Regions from separate parts of the Oryctolagus cuniculus genome. Here region 1 is linked to region 2. Evidence: chromatin contacts called from public Micro-C data. All regions are on one chromosome and are shown on one strand. The core of a region is the stretch at or near the end of the contact, and the rest is flanking DNA. Distances in the headings are between cores, read along the strand shown.

Region 1 (3,645 bases), core at 30-2,529, 180 kb before region 2:
GGAGATGTCACTCGTTCACTGTCTCTCCCACTCTTTCAAATAAATAAATCTTAATAATAATAGGGGCTGGCGCTGAAGCATAGGAGGCTAACCCCTCCGCCTGCAACAGGAGAATCCCATTTGGGCACCGGTTCACGTCGCGGCTGCTCCTCTTCCAATCCAGCTCTCTGCTTGTCAGGAAAACAGTGCTTGACCCCTGCACCCATGTGGGAGAAGAATCACCTGGCTCCCGGCTTTGGTGTGGCCCAACTCCAGCTGTTGTGACCATTTGGGGAGTGAACCAGAGGATGGAAGACCTCTCTCTCCACCCTCCCTCTCTCCCTCTCCCCCCCACTTTCCCTCGCTCTGTAACTCAGCCTTCAGATAAATAAAGTCCTTAAAAAAAAAAAAATAGTGAAGAGCAAAGGCTTTGGAATTAGACATGGGTCTAGGTTCCAATTCCACAGCACCTATACTAAGTATGTGGGAGTTTGGGATAGTTTCTTATCCTTTTGGAGCCTCAATTTTCACATCTGTAAAACGGGAATATTAAGATTCATCCCTCAGATCACGTCAAAGAACTAAAATAAAGAGCTCAGTGAGTGCTACGAATGTAGGTATCTTACTCCACTATTGTCATGAATAACAGTGCTATATTATTTCAACTTCCACAGCATCAGTCTCCCTTCCCTTAAACACCACTGCATTTCCAGCCTGTTTTCGAGAACAGTGTGATGACTAAGAGTGGCCAGGGTACTGGAAAGATGTGGGCTGTGGAATCCAGCTGACTATCCAGCTGGTCCCCTCCACAGGGACCCCCACTCCCTTCTCCGGCCTATCGGTCTAACTGCTTCCCAGGCATAGGTGCGCGCCCTCCCCTCTGAAGCCCATCGCGTCGGCGGCACGTTGTCCGCCGGTTGGCCCACCCGCGCCCCTCCCCAGCTCCAGCCTCACCTTCTCGTAGTTCTGAATTAGGCGGCTGATACCCTCGCGCTCGACCTGCCACTCGGGCTTCTTCAGCTTCTTCCTCAACTGCTTCTTCTGGTTCTGCCTATGGCTGTGTTTTTTCTTCCAGCGATTAAAACTCCGCACCGGGTCGGGTCGCTCTCCTGAACCCCGGTGCTCGGCAGGCTTGCCCATCGCAGTGGCAACAGCACAGAGACCCCAGAAACTAGATATCAGGGCCAGGCGGAGGAGCTGCACGGAGAGGACACGGAACCAGCGTGGGGAAAGCGCACAGAGGCGCATGCGCGAGTTCAGGAGCCCGTCCCCATGCTTTTGAAACCGGGGCACGCGCCAATGACGTAAAGGGAAAACTGAGCTCTGATTGGTGACTTGGCTTACGCAGGGAGGGGCAGGATGGGAGGAAATAGGGCGGAACGATCAGAGAAAGAGGGCGGGCCGAGAGGCCGCAGGAGCACGCCGGCCCTTAAAAATGACGCATGCGCGGTGGCTGCCGCTACTATTTTGGTGCTGTTCTACTGAACATTTACGGGCTAGGTTCAAACTTCGGAGAGCGTTCTGTAGCACGCGCGTATTTACGCGCAATCTATGAATTGTAATTGTGATCTCCGTTTTGCATATTCAGGACCACGGGGCCGAAAGAGTTTACCTAAATCAAACAGCTGGATAATAACTTTAATTTCTGTCCACTTCAGTGCACCTCTTTAGGAATAAAAATGAATTATGCCCTCTGAGTTTGCGATTTCCTCCGGGCCCTTGAAACAAGCTGGAAATGGCGAGGAACATGAACACAGTCTAAATGAATTTGCCTCAAAATGCTAGGATAATGATAATAAGTGCAGAAATAATATTTGGAAATTGGTCACTCGGGCAAATTGGCATTCATTTGTTTTTCTTTTCTTTTCTTTTTTTTTAGATTTTTTTTTATTCGGAAGAGAGAGAGAGCTCTTCCATCCACTGGCTCACTACCCAAAGGGCCACAAAGGCTAGGGCTGGGCCAGGCCAGGGCCAGGAGCTTCTTTGGGGTCTCCCACACAGGTACAAGGGCCCAGACACTTGGGCCATCTTCCGCTGCTTTTCCAGGCCATACCCAGAGCAGCCAGGACACGAACTGGCGCCCACATGGGATGCTGGAAGTGCAGCCAGAGGCTTAGCCCACTTACACCACACTGTGACTCACAACCTACTCTTAAATATGAAAGAATAGCAAAAGCCTACCAAACACCTGATAAAATCATTTAAAAGTTTTAAGCCAAAACTAATAAACCATGTTGTGAATATTTTTCTTAAGATAAAGCATTGTATCCAAGAAATAAGAGCAAAAAATGCCCAGAAAGCAAATTAGGGGGCTGGTGCTGTGGCGCAGCGGGTTAAAGCCCTGGCCTGAAGCACCAGCTTCCCATATGGGTGCTGGTTTGAGTCCTGGCTGCCTCTCTTCCAATCCAGCTCTCTGCTATGGCCTGGAAAAGCAGTAGAAGATGGCCCAAGTCCTTGGGCCCCTGCACCCACGTGGGAGACCCAGAGGAAGCTCCTGGCTCCTGGCTTCGGATCGGCGCAGCTCCGGCCATTGCAGCCATTTGGGAAGTGAACCAGCAGATGGAAGACACCTCTCTCTCTCTCTCTCTCCCTGCCTCTCTTCTCTCTGTGTAACTCTCTTCCAAATAAATAAAATAAAATCTTTTTTTAAAAAAAGAAAACAAATTAGAACTCATTATAGAAGTGATCATTCATTAAATAAGTCAAATTTTAACAAAATTCAAATTTTAGTTATAATTAAAAACTCAACATCACATTCTGAAGTCATTATGTTTAATAATTTGTAATATAAAGGGTTTATATCTTGATCACATAAAATGACATCATTGTAATGATTTCAATGCTTATTTGTGTCAGACTTTATTTTCTGTAGGAATGGCCCCTAAGCAGATTTTCAGTTGTGACAATGAGGACAATAGTTTTTAACAGATTTTAGTTTTAATACCATATTCTCTACTGCCAACCAATATTCACAAAGTCCTTAAAGAACTAAAGAGGTTTGAAAATGTGCCTGGTGGGGCTGGTGCTATGGCGTAGTGGGGAAAGCCTCTGCCTGCAGTGCCAGGCATCCCATATGGGTGCTGATTCAAGTCCAGTCCCGGCTGCTCCACTTCCAATTCAGCTCTCTGCTATGGCCTGGGGAAGCAGTAGAAAATGGCCCAAGTCCTTGGGCCTCTGCACCTGCTGGGGGACCCGGACGAAGCTCCTGGCTTCAGATCAGCACAGCTCTGGCCATTGCAGCCAGTTGGGGAGTGAACCAGCAGATGGAACATCTCTCTCTCTCACTCTCACTCTCGCTCTTGCTCTGCCTCTCTGCCTTTCAAATAAACAAATAGGAGAAGAGGAGAGAAGAAGAAAATGTGCCTGGTCACCACTGCCACAAATGCCAGCAAAACTTCGGTGGGGGAAGGGTTATACTAAACCTTAAGGGGGAAATGTAGTATTTTTATCTTCTCCTTCATTGATGCCCCATTTAATATTATTTGTCCATTTCTATTTCAATGTTGCATGATGATAGTAGTTCATCATCATAATTCTTCAAATTTTATCTCTCTAAAACTCTGAGAAAATAACTCTTTTTAAAGATTATTGGGTTATTTGGGGGGGGGGATTATACCCCAATAGTGATAAGAACAACTTTTGCTCAGATTCTAGTTTCTAAGTATC
Region 2 (4,021 bases), core at 1,174-3,673:
TCTGGGCATAACTGACCGGTTCAGGGAGTGAGTGCCTGACTCAGAATGGACTCATGAGTTGTTGCATTTTAGGAGGAAATACCCCTGCACTGTGAGCTTCTAGATACAAGTGAATGGTTAGTCTCACAAGCTAAAAGCCACCCCATAGGTTGTAATATATGGAAGAACAAGGACTGAGTTTATGTCCCCAGTACCTTGACGAGTGCAAAAGAATACCGAATAAATATTATTGGAATAATTAAAATAAGGTATTAACATTTTGTGGGACCTAAGCTTGTATAACCCTATGTCAGATAGTTATTAATGACATTGAAAATGAGATGCTTCTTTCAAGTTAGAGAGGAATGTATTATAAGGACACAGAGATGTCTCAGAAACCAAGGGTATTACTCATGAGCTGTACCAGGATCTAGTGCACTGTAGATAACCCAGGGAGTTCTCCATATTCTCTTCCATTTTCCCTCTGCAAAGGGAAAAGAAATGAAATTTTGTATCACCTCTCTTTGAGAGCAGTCATTTACATGCTGAAATTTGCTAGCCTTAATTTTTTTTTTTTAATTTGACAGGGAGTTATAGACAGTGAGAGAGACAGAGAGAAAGGTCTTCCTTCCGTTGGTTCACTTCCCAAATGGCCACTACGGCTGGCGCTGCACCGATCTGAAGCCAGGAGCCAGGTGCTTCTTCCTGGTCTCCCATGCAGGTGCAGGGGCCCAAGCACTTGGGCCATCCTCCACTGCTCTTCCGGGCCACAGCAGAGAGCTGGACTGGAAGAGGAGCAGCCGGGACTAGAACCCAGCACCCATATGGGATGCAGGCACCACAGGTGGAGTATTAACCAAGTGAGCCATGGTGCCAGCCCCTGCTAGTCTTAATTTTAAACTCCCAGGGAAAGGATTCTGACTAGCTCATCATGACTTAAGACCCGGCCAGCACCGTGGCTCAATAGGCTAATCCTCTGCCTGTGACGCCGGCACCCCGGGTTCTAGTCCCTGTCGGGGCGCCGGATTCTGTCCAGGTTGCTCCTCTTCCAGTCCAGCTCTCTGCTGTGGCCTGGAAAGGCAGTGGAGGATGGCCCAAGTGCTTGGGCCCTGCACCCGCATGGGAGACCAGAAGAAAGCACCTGGCTCCGGACTTCGGATCAGCATAGCTCCGGCTGTAGCGGCCATTTAGGGGGTGAACCAACAAAAGGAAGATCTTTCTCTCTCTCTCTCTCCTTGTCCACTCTGCCTGTCAAAAAAAAAAAAAAAAAAAAAAAAAAAAAAAAAAAAAAAAAACCCACACACAACAACAACAAAAAACAATAACAAAAACCATGGGCCAGTCAGCTATATAACCACAGATTAAGGTCATGTTTGCAAAGCCTCACTGTTAACAGTGTGAACTCTGGCGTGGAAACAGAGGAGAAGTTACTAGAAAAGGCAGAACCGTTATGAACTGAATGGACAACAATTAGCTATAAGTTTAATGTGACAATGTTAAGATTCCAGGGGCCAGTGCAATTTACAGATGTGTGTTGAGTCTCATCTTTCTAGAGTCACAGAGATTAAAATTACAATGTTTTTTAGACCAAAAACCCAATACGGAGATGAGTATGAAAGAGAATGAGGAACTTCTCGACGTGTGTCATTTACTTCAAGTCTTACACACGACCTTTCTCCTGTCTGGGCTGCATTCCTCCCCCTCTTCATGCAGCCGATTCCTTTTCAGCCTTCAAGCTTCGGCACAGACGGCATCTGTTTCAGAGAGCCTCTCTTGATGCGCCCCCCAAGACCAGCTTAAGTGGTTCTCATATGCAATGTGCAGTGTGTTGCACTTACACTGGTGGGAGAGGCACTCTTACGAAACCTGAACATTCATGCAGGAAATGCCAGGAAAATAAGCTCCTACTGCTCTAATGCACGCCAGCTCTCAGGGAAGCACTTGCAGCAAGCAACCTGAAGGGAGTATCTCTCTACCCACAAAAAGCAGGCTCAATTCTTTTTACCTTAAAAGTGGTATATGTTCCCTAGGCTCAGTGGTCTTCTTTTATAATACCACCCACTTCAGGCATCCAGGCCCTTTGCATTGTCCCCACAGGACTTGGTGGCCTGTGGAACCAACACAACCAGCATAAAGCTCTGCTATTACTTTCACAGTGAATTATGAGATACTTTGTCTCTGATTTAGGAGTTTTGTGCCTTTCCATGCCATCCATGAAACAGTAACAGGTTAATCTGTTAGCTTGTAGGTAGAACATCTCAGATCATGCACAGTTCATCCATAGTTTTACACCTATATGCTAACTAAATTATGTTTGTTTTCTTCTCCACTAAACCACAGGCACTTTGAAGTCAAAGTATAAAGTACAGTAGGCACTGAATAAATGTTTGTTGAATGAATGAATAAAATTCAATAAAGATGAAGAATCTGGATAAAGCATTGGTTGACCTAAAGAGATATGCTTTTTGGAGATGGAGTAAGACGAGAAAAAACAGGTTGGTACAGATTCAGTATTGCTGAACACGACAGTGTTCAGATAAAATTATATAGCTTCCTGGATGTTCTTTAAAAAAAAAAAAAAAAAGATTGGGTGTTACCCTAACTGTTATAAAATTTATTAGGCTATATTTTATTGTCATCCGGTACCAGCTAGTCCTCAGATAACTTCCCTGGAAATTTTTAAAGTCTGATTTTGGAAGAGTGTGAATAAAATGTGTTCTAAACATTTCAAGCAGACAACTCCAGAAAATATTTTTCAACAAAAGTAAAACCGAGGAAGGCTGTAGCCCTGGAACTGACCATGATCTACTACCAGATCCTGGTCATCTTTCTAAAGGACAAAGAGCAATGTCTACAACCTCCGCTGAGCACTACCCGCCAGGTCGGGAGAACTGGTGATAATGTGGGAAAGATTTTGCCCTGGTGAAACCTGGTCCTCGCAGGAATACTGGGCAGCACACTAGAGGCCGCGAGAGGCACCAAGGGCGGCGCAGGGCCTGGTGCTGCGACTGAGGCCTGCGGGGAGGGTGCAGAAGCGCTGGGTCCCTCCCGGAGGGTGCGTTCCCTGCATTCACTCTGCCCAAGAAGAACGTGCATTTCCTTAAATAGGTTCAAACCATAAGAAGATGCAAGAAAAAGGAAAAACAATAAACAAAATGTGAATTACATGGTCAGAAAGGAGAGGCAGACAGGCCCTCAGAGTCTGCCAGGCTGGACGGATCAGCTTCAGCTTCTCAGGGACGGGGAAGGCCAAGGCCAACAACTCCCACCCCTTCTGGGGGTGGGGGGCGCCTGGCTTTGAGGAGAATCCCAGCCACCATGCTCAGGCCAGTCTGAGACTGCCATCGGCTGCCCCCGGGGCCCACTTGGGTCTTGGCCCAAACACCCTGGAAGCTCAGGACAAGTGTTTTGAAAGGACTGGCGGAGAGGAAATGGGGTGTAGTGGAGGGAATCACTCCAGTGCGGGAGCCTGTGGAGCAGAGACCGCGACCGCTAAACTTGGCCGCTACGGGCGCGGGTGTCAACGCAGGGCTGTGAGAAGCGGCCTGGAGGGCAGCCGGCAGGTGACTTTGGCGCTGCTTGATGTTTAAGCTCTCCGCACGGGAATGGAGCTCTCTTCTCCCCAAGCGATCAGCAGCAGGTCTGCGTCCTTTACGAAGGGTTTCCTCAAAACCGTGGACAAAGCCAGGCCACCGGAGATGGGCGGCGGCCGTGCCAAGCGCGCAGCCATGCGGGGCGCACCCTGGCACTCTCGGTCTCTCCGGCCGCCGCTCTCAACCCTTTCCCTCCGTGGCGGGTCCTAGGGGCCGGCGGGGAGGAGGCGCGCGGGTCCTGGCGCCCGCCCGAGTTCCCGCCCCTACACGGCCGGGGGCGGGCAGCGGCGCACAGCTCAGGCCCGCCCCCGGTCGGCCCCAGCCCTGGCCCGCGGCGCTCCCGGGCCTTCCCCGCCGCCACCGCGGAGCCCGAGCGCAGCGGCGCGGCAGCCATGCGCCGCCTGCCGCGGGCCGTGCAGCTGCTGGTGCCGCAGCTCGCCCTGCTGGTA

The links. Hi-C and Micro-C count contacts between places; a contact is called where the count stands out from the background.
Region 1: a Micro-C map of ear pinna shows a contact between it and region 2, with 4 times the contacts expected there. The contact joins the promoter of DDX10 here to the promoter of POGLUT3 in region 2. A contact is called at or near these places in 2 of 6 Hi-C or Micro-C datasets (ear pinna and an unstated tissue).

The regions. Positions count from the first base shown.
Region 1 is chr1:100,406,675-100,410,319 of mOryCun1.1, reverse strand. It overlaps DDX10 (DEAD-box helicase 10), which reads right to left and starts at 1,279. Exons shown (of 21, transcript XR_011390521.1): 1 at 934-1,279.
Region 2 is chr1:100,229,859-100,233,879 of mOryCun1.1, reverse strand. It overlaps POGLUT3 (protein O-glucosyltransferase 3), which reads left to right and starts at 2,423. Exons shown (of 8, transcript XM_070077821.1): 1 at 2,423-2,474. The coding sequence starts at 2,438.